2 separate regions of the Zea mays genome follow, and region 1 is linked to region 2. Evidence: chromatin contacts called from public Hi-C data. All regions are on one chromosome and are shown on one strand. Each heading gives the region's core, a stretch centred on a gene start, on an enhancer-like site or on the middle of the called end of the contact. The rest is flanking DNA. Distances are from core to core; before and after follow the strand shown.

Evidence for each region. A called contact is a pair of places that touch in the nucleus more often than the background predicts.
Region 1: a Hi-C map of bundle sheath shows a contact between it and region 2, with 4 times the contacts expected there. The contact joins the promoter of LOC100382918 here to the promoter of LOC100277645 in region 2. A contact is called at or near these places in 14 of 25 Hi-C or Micro-C datasets (bundle sheath, ear, endosperm and 3 more) and 1 of 3 datasets of contacts at active chromatin or transcription factors (leaf).

The regions. Positions count from the first base shown.
Region 1 is chr2:65,941,550-65,948,017 of Zm-B73-REFERENCE-NAM-5.0, reverse strand. LOC100382918 reads left to right here and starts at 3,216. Exons shown (of 2, transcript NM_001175606.1): 1 at 3,216-3,792; 2 at 4,683-5,705. The coding sequence starts at 3,373. The coding sequence ends at 5,579. LOC103646543 (Trihelix transcription factor ASR3) reads right to left here. Exons shown (of 3, transcript XM_008671268.3): 3 at 5,912-6,445. The coding sequence ends at 6,153.
Region 2 is chr2:65,754,843-65,761,381 of Zm-B73-REFERENCE-NAM-5.0, reverse strand. It overlaps LOC100277645, which reads left to right and starts at 1,733. Exons shown (of 4, transcript NM_001374032.1): 1 at 1,733-2,022; 2 at 2,115-2,186; 3 at 3,471-3,551; 4 at 3,774-4,205. The coding sequence starts at 1,830. The coding sequence ends at 3,901.

The DNA.
Region 1 (6,468 bases), core at 1,967-4,466, 190 kb before region 2:
CGGGATGCCTTGAGCACTCTATTTTGAACCCAACTTTGGTCTTATTAATTGGCTTGTTGTGAACCTTTGACACCTGTATAACTTATACACTAGAGCAAACTAGTTAGTCCAATTGTTTGTGTTGGGCAATTCAACCACCAAAATTAATTAGGGACTAGGTGTAAGCCTAATTCCCTTTCAATCTCCCCCTTTTTGGTGATTGATGCCAACACAAACCAAAGCGAATATAGAAGAGCATACTTGAACTAGTTTGCATAATGTAAGTGCAGAGGTTGCTTGGAATTGAGCCAATATTAATACTTACAAGATATGCATGAATCGTTTCTTTGTTTTTAACATTTTGGACCACGCTTGCACCACATGTTTTGTTTTTGCAAACTATTTTGTAAATCTTTTCAAAGTTTTTTTGCAAATAGTCAAAGGTAAATGAATAAGATTTTGCAAAGCATTTTTCAAGATTTGAAATTTTCTCCCGTTGTTTCAAATGCTTTTCCTTTGGCTAAACAAAACTCCCCCTGAATGAGATCCTCCTCTTAGTGTTCAAGAGGGTTTTGAAATATCATTTTGAAATACTACTTTCTCCCCCTTTTGAACACAATAAGATACCAATTGAAAATATTCTTTTGAAAACCTAAGTTTTTGAAGTTGGTGGTTGCGGTCCTTTTGCTTTGGGCTCATACTTTCTCCCCCTTTGGCATGAATCGCCAAAAACGGAATCATTAGAGCCCTCGAAGTACTTTCTTTCCCTTTGGTCATAAATAAATGAGTTAAGATTATACCAAAGACGAAGTCCTTTTGCTTGGTGCTCATGCTTTCTCCCCCAAAAATGGAGAGTTGCTCGGTGTGATGGCGAAGAATGAGTTGCGGAGTGGAAGCCTTTGTCTTCGCTGAAGACTCCAATTCCCTTTCAATATACCTATGACTTGGTTTGAAATAGACTTGAAAACACATTAGTCATAGCATATGAGAGAGACATGATCAAAGGTATACAAACGAGCTATGTGTTCAAGTTAGCAAAAGAAGTTCCTAGAATCAAGAACATTTAGCTCATGCCTAAGTCTGTTAAAAGTTTGTTCATCAAGAGGCTTGGTAAAGATATCGGCTAATTGATCTTTAGTGTTAATGTAAGAAATCTCGATATCTCCCTTTTGTTGGTGATCCCTAAGAAAATGATACCGAATGGCTATGTGTTTAGTGCGGCTATGCTCGACGGGATTATCCGCCATCTTGATTGCACTCTCATTATCACATAGCAAAGGAACGTTGGCTATGTGTTTAGTGCGGCTATGTTCGACGGGATTATCCGCTATCTTGATTGCACTCTCATTATCACATAGCAAAGGGACTACGGTTACAAATTAACCAACGTTGGTTAACATGCAGCGAGGTTACGAGTCACTTAAAGAGCAAGTGGTACCTGGAATCTCAAGTGCCAGGCAAGTTGTGCCTTGATCCACTTTTGTTACCCAATAATATTCTTTATTATCATTATTCAATACATAGGTTTAATTTTGATGGGTCCCAATAGGTCACCCTAGTCTGTTTATCCTGTTTACCTTGTTTACCCCTGATTCATGATTCACTTGGGTAGTTATGCTATTGCATTATTTGGTTTTGGGATTAATATTTCATTATATCCATGTTCCAATTATTATGTTATGTTATTTATGTTCATGTCAAGATCATTATATTTTTAATTAGAACATGGAGCTTAACTTGAGAAACACGTGCCACCACAAGGGTGGAATGGGACGCCCTTGGCTGACTAATTAGGAAAGCTAGTAGAAAACTACCTTACTTGAAAGGGGCAAGGGTAGTAGGGGAGTTGCATGCAAGGAGGTTCTCGGGTTGATTTTGCTGTGATGGCGGTCAGATGGGGGATTCTTGCAAGTGCTCTTCCCATAAACTGTAGCAGGTTTTCGGAAGCTAGTGGAATTTTGTAAAGGCCTCGTAGTGGATCCCTAGACATTCACCTACCTCGGTAGTGTCTAAGGGCCTTGCAAACCCTGGCGACATGGGATACACGACTTGTGGGTACAGGGTACAACCTCTGCAGAGTGTAAAACTGGTATACTAGTCAAGCTCATGGTCATGAGCAGGACTCTCGCATGATTAAATTATGGAACTTAAATTCAATTTTTCATTTGCATTTGCATGGGTTTATTATTAATTTTGTTCTATTATTATTTATTATGGTTTGGTATTTACTTACATTTAGTAACTGCTAATAAAATTTGACCAAATTATTAAAAGCAATGCTCAGCTTTAACCCCTATTGTTGATCAGCCTTACACATCACATGAACTCCCACCTTTGGTGAGTTCATGATCACTGGTTTCCCCATAACTTGTTGAGCTATGATCATGTGTGAGCTCACCCTTGCTGTCTCACACCCCCACAGGAGAAGAACAGGTGGTTCGCGAGGAGCCACACATCGAGGAGTTCGATTCGATCTAGGTGGCGTCTCCCAGTTGACTTTCTGACGCCAAGGATGGATTTTAGATCCTTTTATATGTATATTTTATCTTGTAAGCCTTCCGCTATGTAATAAATACTCTGATTATTGTGACATTTATCTTTATACACTCTGTTATTATATATGTTGTCTTCTTTGACGTATGTATGAGATGCACTCGACTTTGTTCCTTAAATCCGGGTGTGACAACCCAACGGTCAACGGACGGACGCTTCACGTTTGCTAACTTGCTTTCCTGAGTCCTGACTTCCTGTTGTATGTTGCGGACTTCAGTGTTGGGCTTGGGCCTGTTGGCTGCCTACATGGGCACTTGGCCACTTTCCTTGCCTCATTGCCTGTTAGTTAGTGGACGTCAGGACGTGAGTCACGTGATGGGCCATGGTATGTTTGAGCTGGCTCATTAAGAAAACAAGCTCAGATGTTAGCTCAGCTCGTGAAAAAGTTCAAACGATCCGAGCTAAGCTAAGCCGATCTCGAGTCTCGAGTCAAGCGAGTCAACAAACCACGAGTATTTCTTTCAGCTCTAGTGAAACGGGAAGAACATCAAAACTGGTGACTTATATAGGATGGAGAGAGAGATTAGTGATGCATGTAGCAAAAAGAAGCAAGAAATCTTTTTTTCTCTTCTAGCTGCGAACGGGCCGGACTGCGTGCGCGGGTCAGACAGCCCAGCCCATTCTTCCAGCACCGACTCCAAGTAAACCCGATCATTCACGGCTCACTCCCCAATCCGTGAAATCACCATCGCAGCCGCCGTCTTCTCCTATCGCCCTCTCCTTGTCGGTTCGCCCGCACCGTTTCCCAAACCCTCCGGACTCGAACCCAACCCACGCACCCACATCGGGAGACGAGCCAGGCCGAGCTCTGGAAGAGTCTCCGGAAGGCCCGCACCGTCGATGGCGGCCGAGGGCAGCGGCGTCCAAGAGACGTTCGAGGCGCGGGTGAAGCGCCTGTTCGGGTCCCGCCTCTTCGACGCCGTCCCGGACTCCTCCTTCCCGACGGCCTCCTGGTCCGTGGCCGCGGGCGACGTCGAGCGCCACCGTTGGTCGAAGCCGTCGGAGGCCCGCGACGCGGAGGAGGAGGCAGCGGGGGAGGCCGGCCGCGGGGACACGCCCTGCGTCTCCGCGTTCTACGACGCCAACGGGTGCCTTCGTGGCCGGAGGCGCAGGTCCAGGCAGGAGGAGTTCGAGGGGAACCTCGACGACCTAGATGAAGACGAGGAGGAGGACAGCGAGAGGGAGAGGAATGCGGCAGAACAGGACGAGGAGGAGGGGGTTAGAGTTAACATCGGCCTCGACCCCACTCTGGATCGGGAGGTGAGTGAAGTTGTCTTCGGTTATTGATTGTTTGGTTTGACCACTTCATCAGCTGCTCTTACGATATCATAATTGATGCTTGACAGTTCGTTGGAATTTAATCATGATATCATAATTGATGCTTGGCAGTTCGTTGGAATTTAATCATGATATCATAGTTGATGCTTGGCAGTTCGTTGGAATTAAGCTGTGAAGTAAGATCAGGATTAAATCAACTATTGATCTTCAGTCTATGTCTTCTTAAATAAACATTTTCACCTAGGATTTGTTGCTTCCTAACTAGGCTTCTGCATGATTTGGATAAAGAATAGGCGGAGATGACCAGAACATTTTGTTAACCATCTTATTATTGGTTTGTGCCATAGTTTCACGTTGTCGCATTTTTGTCATCTGGGATGCATCAAAGGTCTATTTCTTAAATCTGGTGGGACGACGTTATTCCTCATATTAGTACTAACTAACTATGAGGAATGAGACGGTGATGCATCAACTTATTCTATTACACAAACCAAACAAAAAAAATGAGGAGCGACAAAATAATGGACCAACTCATTACTCAAACCAAACACCCTATAAGAGTATGGACAAATGTATTAGATTTAATGGTTCACTAGGCCCTCTATGGCAGTTTTTTAATGAGTGGGAGCATGTCCCGTTTCCTTTTGATTATTGATGAGTTTTTGTTTTTGTAGTAGTTAATGATAATTGTAATTGGCTAACGAGATATCTTTATTTGGATGTGATATATGCTTGACCTGGAAACAGCTTAAGTAACTTGTCTGGAGTTCTCTTGAATGTTTCTTCATGGTCGGTCATTATGAGTTATCCTATGTATCGCTGTTGGTGTGGTTCTACTGGACTCTTATGTTAGAAGAGTTGTTTTTTTACAGGAAGAGGAGGACAAGTATGACAGAGAGGCCTTTGGCAGAGAGGAGGCTGCTGACCGTGTGTACATGCATGATATAATGGATGCCGGCATAAACATGAGCATCAACAGTATAGTCCCTGACCTCCTTGATGATTCCATTGAAGAGGTGTACCGTTTTAGGAAGGATCCTCGTGCAGATATGAGGGCAGCATCTGCAAGACTCAGAGAAGATGGTTCTACTAAAGATTGTGATTCTCACTGTCCCACTCAAGCCAAGGATTTCCCCAGTGTAGTTCATACAAAGAAAGCTGTGGAGGAAGACAATGTAAAACCTATACTGAAGAGGAAGGAGTCACAAGCTGATTTAAAACCAAGGAAACGTGTCAGGTTTGATGCTAATGTTAAGGATAGTGAGTTAGATACGTTTGAACATGACGAAGATTCTCCAACGGTTCCTCAATCCATGGATGTAATCACTGAGGTGGAGAGCACATCTACTTTGTCTGCATCTCCTGGGGTCCCTGACTATGTAAGGAACCCTTCAAAGTACACCCGATACAATCTGGATGTACCAGAGTCTAATGATGGCTCGAACAGGACAGCTCTTGCTGACATGCATGATCTGTTAGCGAGATCATACCCAAACATGATACATTCTGAGACGCCTGTTGAGATTCCTAGCTCAGTCACATTCATCCCTCGCAAGAAGTCAGTGGATACCATGGCAGTGGATGAGGGCCCCAGAGCTATTGATTCTAACTCCTCTGCAATTGGAATGGTAGCAGGCGCCTCAGATGAACCTGATCAATGTGAGATGGATGAAGATGACAGTAAATCACCGTCAATGCCACAGATGCATACAAACTCAAAGGCGAGCTCCCGGCGTTACAGGTCAAGCAGAACAGATGATGATGAGTGAAATTGAGGATCCCAGGGTACCCAATCTGATGTTTGTTTCTAAGAAAATTTTGAGTTTCAGAATACCTTATGTAAATCAGGATATATGTGTGTTCTTGTGATTTGAGCTAATTAACTATGTTGAACTACTTTTCCCCCATGTTCCTTGTTGTTTACAATTTATTATACCGGGAGTCACATAGGATGTCAATATTAGAAATTTCCACAAACTTCACTGGTAAGTTGTCTTAGCTGAAACCTTCTGCAGTCTGATTGTGTCAAACAGTACGGACTTATTTTTTTAAAATTTTTAGTTTATTCTGCTTGCAGAAATCAAATTAGAGGAAACCTAACTGACCCAAGATTGTGTCATCAGATATGCACTTCCATTCCTCTGTAAGAATACACAGTTTTGGGGCCATACGGGCATACAAATGCTACATCCCATGGGTTAAAAAATGGGGCATCCCATTTCAGGTTTCTGACCAAATTTCAGAACCAATCCACAATAACAATAGGACGCCAACAACCTGTACCAATCTGTACATTCTTGCAGCGATTATTTACTGTGCTCAAGACACACTCACAGTGGCGGCTATAGCTTATCAGCAATTCTGTAGAGGGCATCAGCCACCTTGCCAAGCACACCAAGCAGGCTGCTCACCTGATCCTTCCTCTGCTCCCTATCCAGTCGGCTGTTCATGTTCTGCGCCTCTAGCTGCGCTGCCACCATCTGGCTGCTCCGGTCTAGGATTTCAACCAGCTGCCCCTGCAGGTTGGTCGCGGCTCTTCCGGAGGCATTGTCATCGCTGCGCTGCCTCTTCTGCCCGCACTGCGCCGCTGGCGAGTCCTCGGTGATCTGCTCCGGCTGCTTTTCTTTTGATGTGCCTGCTGTTTGCAAACATGGATGG
Region 2 (6,539 bases), core at 484-2,983:
GTATGTACATGTATCATGTATATATGTGTGCTTCCACGCTCCACGCCACCACTAACTATGAGATTGTGGACCATGCTAGCTGCTCTCCTATATATTTATCCTCCATATGCATGATCCTCTCCTCTCCTCTCCTCTCCTCTGACTGACGATGACATGACGCCGCTCCTATGCCTTGCGTAAGGATGATGGCTTGCTGATGCCCATGCCCCATAAAACGAGCTATGCATTAGAGATACCCAAACGGGCGGCCCGGCCCGGCACGGGCCCGTCAGGCCCGACGGTTAATCGGGCCGTGCCCGGCCGGCCTGGTGGTCGTGCCGGGCCGGCCCGTTTAACGGGTCACGTTCTCCCATTAATTCAAGGAAATAGCAAAAAAACTGCGTTTTTGTGAGGATTTGAACCCGCGATCTCACTCTATGAGGCTGAAACGCTTAACTGAAGGAAACTAACCAGTATAACTCGAGTGCGTTTGTTGTAAATAGCTAATATAAAATGTAAATATATATATACTATGTTTTATAAAATAAAAAATATATAATCGTGCCGGGCCGGGCCGGCACTGCGGGCCGAGACAGCGGCTCAAGCACGGTACGGTTCTCGTACCGGGCCAGGCCCGGCACTATTAAACGGGCCGTGCTTCGGGCCGGCCCGTTAGGCACGGCCCATTTGGCCATCTATACTATGCATGGCTAATATAATGACAACATTATGCATCGCCGGTGCTGTTGAGCATACGCTCGCTTGCTTAAATTAGCCGTAGATCACTAACAAATTCGACTTAACTACTGGTATCACTTGGAAATGGCAAGATATATGCAAATATAAATAGAAAAAAAGCCCCCCTGTCCCTCCCAATATTCAGATGAGATGATGATTTGTTCTATAGATAATGATGGGTACACCTGAGGCCTACAGGTAAAGCAAAGGCCTCAAAGAATATCACATATAGTGGCCTTCTTTAGTTTATTATTGCATGATTCTCTGTCGCCCTTTATTTTGGATAATTAGTATAACTAACTAAGATTACGATGATGCGTGATATATTGTGTTTTATTTCTTTATTTCTCTTTTTTTTAAAAAAAATTCAAGTTATTCCCTTCCCATGAAAGGCGAAAAGGGAAGTATCCAGTAGGAGCGGTTTTGACTAAATCTCCCTCTCTGGGTCCAATCCAAAGATGCATATTTTTTATCGAAACGGTAACGGTTGGGAACAACTACGTGTATATGCGCACAGCGCACTGCACACCCAGCCAATTTGAGACTTCGGAAGAACTTTTCATGGACTCGGCTTATGTTATACAACAATGTGAAAAAATACACTCAAAGTTTATTCGAATACATTTTCTTACATAATTAAAATGGTTAAGAGTTTTTTGTTTATAAAGGTTGCTCTAGTCCTGAAAAGGAGTGGCCCAGTACAAATGGCAAAGAAAGGAGCTCCGGTGCTATCTGGGTTTTTTTTTCTTTCTTTCAAAGGCCCCATCTCTTAGCCCAATGTGCGGCCCAGACCAAACACGAGGACGAAGCAGCCCGTGCCATGAGAAACGCTGCCTGCCATCTCGCCGTGGCTCGTGGCTCGCTGTCTGTTCGCCGAGACATTTGTCAATTTTGTTATTATGATTTATGGATTTCGTAGCATGCCATCGAATACATAAATTATAGATAGATATATTCTCATCATCAATCATAGACACGAGAGACATAATAACATATTACCAACATTGAGAATGGCACCATCGCAAATTTCTCCTGTTCGCCACAACGGCAAACACCGCTCCAGCCGCCTTCGCTGCTGCTCGTGTGTCTCGTGGAAGCTCCGCGGCTGGACCATGGACCCGGACCTGGACCTCGACCTAGACATGGATATGGAGACGCTCGCCGGCGACAGCGGCGGCGAGGCCGAGCGCAACGAAGCCGCCGAGGCCGAGGCTGAGGTGGAGCGGTACGAGGCCGCCGAAGCCGAGGCCGACATCCTCCGCGACCGATTCCGCCTCGCCGTCATCAGCATCGCCACCGCCGAAGGTATGGTAGCATCCTCTCGCGCCTCCCTTCGTTATTGGGAGTTGAAGAGCCCGGAAAAAAGTTCATCGTCTTGGCATGCGGCATCTGCGCAGGAAAGAAGGCCGGAATGACGGTCGCCGACCCCGTTGTTTCCTGCATCGCCGACTTGGCGTTCAAGAGCGCAGGTCCTTCACCCAGCACCCTATCCTTCTGTAACCAGTAACCGCTTGTGCACGTTATTTCTCTTTGATTGGTTGCAAAGTGCTATCCTATTCTGAACCTCTTACGAGTACAATTTATCTCCACCTGTGAGTTGCCAAGTTGACTGCTCCAATAAAATTGGTTTCTGTGGGAAATCAAGTGCTTGGAGTAGACAGGAACTAGTTTCAGTATTTTGCACAGTATGGTTCTTGAAACGAAGAAATGTGCTGAAAGACGAGCGATTCAGTTACATTAAGTTAGCACGCGTTTAGTAGAATATATGCTTGGTGCTGGAGAAAACACGAATGACCAATTATGGGTGCCTGCAACTTTTGATCTCCATCAGGCTTTGATTTGTAAAGGTTGTCATACTTGTGTTAGAGCTCATCATCCCATTTTTTTGTGGAGATAAACCGACAGGATAGTAATTCCTTATAACAATAGTCCACTGGGTTTTGATACTACAACCAAAGAGTTAGTAGTCAGTAGTCACATTCTTCTAAGTTTGTCTACATTCTTAGTCACATTCTTCTAAGTTTGTCTACATCCCAGCATGGCCTACGCGCATGCCCGTGGCAGCATGGCAGTTGCCTGTGCGCGCTTGCCCAACGTGGCGATGGCAAGAATGGCCAGTGTGAGCCCACAAAAGGGGGAAGGAAAGGGGATGAAGAAAAATGCTGCTTGCTCCCATCTATTTGAGGGATTGAGAAAAAAATTAGGAAAAGCTGGAAAGGGGATTGAGAAAGGAGATATGCTGAAGCTGTCTTTTTCATCTCATTCCCTTATATGATAGCTTTTAGGGAAAGGGGGTTGTTTTTCTCAACCTAGTAGAGTTGAAGTTCAGTGACGTCAAAACTTATCGAAGGTCGCCCCACATTATGTCTGCTAAGTGCAAGCTTCACAAATCATACATTCATACTGTTGGAGTGACCCAATATATCCTGGTAGAAAGCAACTGTTGAGCACATAGATCTTGTATCTTAGACCTCTTGCGGAGATTTTTTTTTTTTTTTTGCATTGCCACAAATTAGCGAGCGAATAACTATAGTGATTAGAGATTGTGAAGTAGATGCATTGTGCGTTAGTTGAAAAGCAACAATAGTCAAGCATGGCACTTACTGTACTAGCTAGTAGCTATTGTAAATTGCACGCTTCCAATCCTCTTTTGAGGGAGAGGGAGGGAGGGAGGCTTTGGATCTACATAGATTTGTGTCTGTGAGAACATTATGTATGAATGTTCCATTTGACATCTTCCGTGCAATGTCCAGAGCAGCTAGCAAAGGATGCAGAGTTGTTTGCACAGCATGCCGGTCGCAAATCCGTCAGGATGGATGATGTCATACTCACAGGTACTTGTTTCTGCTGATTCTGTAATATTTGGCTTCTTAGAATTTAGAAGTGCATCTTCTTACAAATTTTTTTTGAACTACTTGTACCTGTATGCTGTACTCTCTCTTTTCCTAGTATTATGGTTAGTTGATGGATGTGCAGAAAGACCTCACTCATTTTGGCCCTCACAAGAAATAAAACTTTCACAGTTTGACACTTTGATCTTTGGTGTGCAAGTCCAGCTCACAGGAACGAGCATCTTATGGGCCTGCTGCGGACCTTCTCTCAGGAGCTGAAGGGAAAGGAGCCTGCCAGTGAGAGGAAGAGAAAGAAATCGTCCAAGAAGGATGAGACGGTGATCGAGGTCTGATTTCAGATCTGTCCTCTTTTTTTTTAGAGAGGAAGGCATGCATTTTTATCTCGCGAGGTCCTCCCGGCTTGTACAGCTTCCTTGTGTCGATACTATCTTCCATGTCATTTCGCAGAACTTTTCTTCTACGAACCCTTTCATCCTAGTCAGTTTTTCTAGTCAGTTATTGATGGTACTTGAGTTGAGCTTGCTTTCTCAACTGCACATAGCATTAGTACTGAGTCCAGGAGCTGTCCCTGTTCATGTGGAGTTGTGGACAGGAAAGATGAGCTCGCGGGCAGCGTGTCTCTTCTCTCAGTCCGTCGATAAAAGTTACATTCAACAATTGGTCCTTTTCTAATACTCTTTTCATTCTAATTTATAATTGGGTTTACTTTTTTTATCCCAAGTTTAATCAGCTCGTCTTATTTGAAAAGTTTCATAATTTTTACTGTAGTATCGCTTAACATAACATAGTATCGCTTAACATAACATATTTTAATTGTGTCTTAGAATTTTTCATTTTTTTACATAAAATATAAGCCGGTTAAACTTGATAAAAATAGGTAAACGAATTATAAATTGAGACGAAAAAAAGTATATCTTGTATTACTATCGATGGGAACATTGTTTATATACACATGCAAATTCTACCTCATTAGCATCTTTATAGGAGCTAAGAGAACCTCAAGACGAGATTGACGAAGTCACCGTAGGCATCTCAAGGCATGTTTGGAAGTGTTTTACTTTTAAAATTTTTAGCTTCGCTATTTTAGTTTCACCATAAAACAACTCCAACAAATTGCTAAGGTGGGTTTGAGCAATGTTTGGCTTGCACATAGAGTTCAACTTCTATAATACAATTGATTCGTGTGAGTTTTCTTAATTACACTTGATTAGTGATCTGTTATGAGAGAACTGAAGCGATATATCATGGTGGGTAATTTTCGTGCAACTTCATAGAGAGATATGAAACAGTGTTTGTGAATCACCCTTTGAGAAGCTTCGTGAATGAGCTTGTGAAATTAGACCTGTTTGTATGAAAGAAGCTAGAACGAATCTAAAACTTTTGAAGTGAAGCCCTTCCAAACAGCCTATACTGAAAGCACAAAGCTGTTAAATCCTAAAATATTCGCTCTTGCAAGAAGTTGCATTCAAGATTTAAGGTGCTACGAGCCTCTTGTGTAACCACTATCCTACAAACTATTTCGTATTAGACTATATATTGGTAAACACGTTCAAGTGGTGATAATGTTGTTTGCATGAGGATTTCCATAATTTGAACACACTAGTTTTGTTGGTAGTAGTGAGAGAGACTTATGTAAGCCGATTGATTTAGCTAATTCATTCGAGCCCATATAGAGCCTCAATTTGACATCTATATTAACAACGAGCCGACTTTAAATGTCTATATAGAAAACAATAGTTCTAGATATCATTTTTAGGTCATGTTTGAATGTAATAAAGCTAATAATTAGTTGGCTAAGAAGTTACTAGTAAAATTAGCTAACTACTAAATAGTTGACTAACTATTAGCTGATTTTATAAAAATAGTTAATAGCTGAACTATTAGCTGAGATGTTTGGATGTTTGCAGCTAATTTTAGTAGCTAATTATTAACTCTAGTAAGAGCAACTCCAAAAGAATATTCAAAACATTTCCCAAAAACTAATTATGGGAGGCGTACTAAAACTGATTAGGGGTGGAATAAAATGTTTACTCCAGCAGTTTGCCCAAAATAAAAAACTAAAACAAAATTAGGCCAACTTTTAATGCATGTAGCTAGCCCACATGAAGTTTAGAATAAGGTGTAGAATTGACTTAGGAAAATTTCATATTTTCTTTATTTCACTTAACCAACTTCTTAAGTTTTTCCCTAATACTTGGCCACCTCTTCTTAACTTGGGCCCACAACAAATTGGTAGATTAGATGTTAATTACCTTCCCTTTTATTTTGGTTCTAAGTAACATATATACACACACACACACATATATATACCAAGCAAATTCCACACTAGATTTGTCGGCGTTTCGAGACAGGGGGTCCCTAAGCCGACGAGTGAGTGTGCTGCGTGCCCCAGCCCAGATGGGTCGAGCGCGTGGGCGAGCGCGAAGGGGGGAGAGGCGAGGTGGCCGGAGCCGAGCGTGAGAGAGGTGGAAGTCCCGCGGCCTTCGTGTTCGTCCCGCGCCCAGGTCGGGTGCGCTTGCAGTAGGGGGGTTACAAGCGTCCACGCGGGTGAGGGAAGCGAGCGGCCCCAAGAGAGCGCCTGTCCCGTCCTCGGTCCCGCGCGGCCAACCTTCTCTAAGAAGGCCCTGGTCCTCCCTTTTATAGTCGTAAGGAGAGGATCCAGGTGTACAATGGGGGGTGTAGCAGAGTGCTACGTGTCTAGCGGAGAGAGAGCTAGCGCCCTAGGTACATGCCAATGTGGCAGCCGGAGAGGTCTTGGCACCTTGCTGGCGTGATGTCGTGGCTGTCGGAGGTGCGACGGAGCCTGGCGGAGGGACAGCTGTTAGAGCGGTCGAGTCCTTGCTGACGTCGCCCTGCTTCCGTAAGAGAGCTGGGGGCCGCCGTCGTCACAGAGCTTGTGGAGTGCCATCATTGCCCATCCGGCGGAGCTGGCCGGATGGGACGCCGGTCTTGTTCTCCGTAACCCGAGTC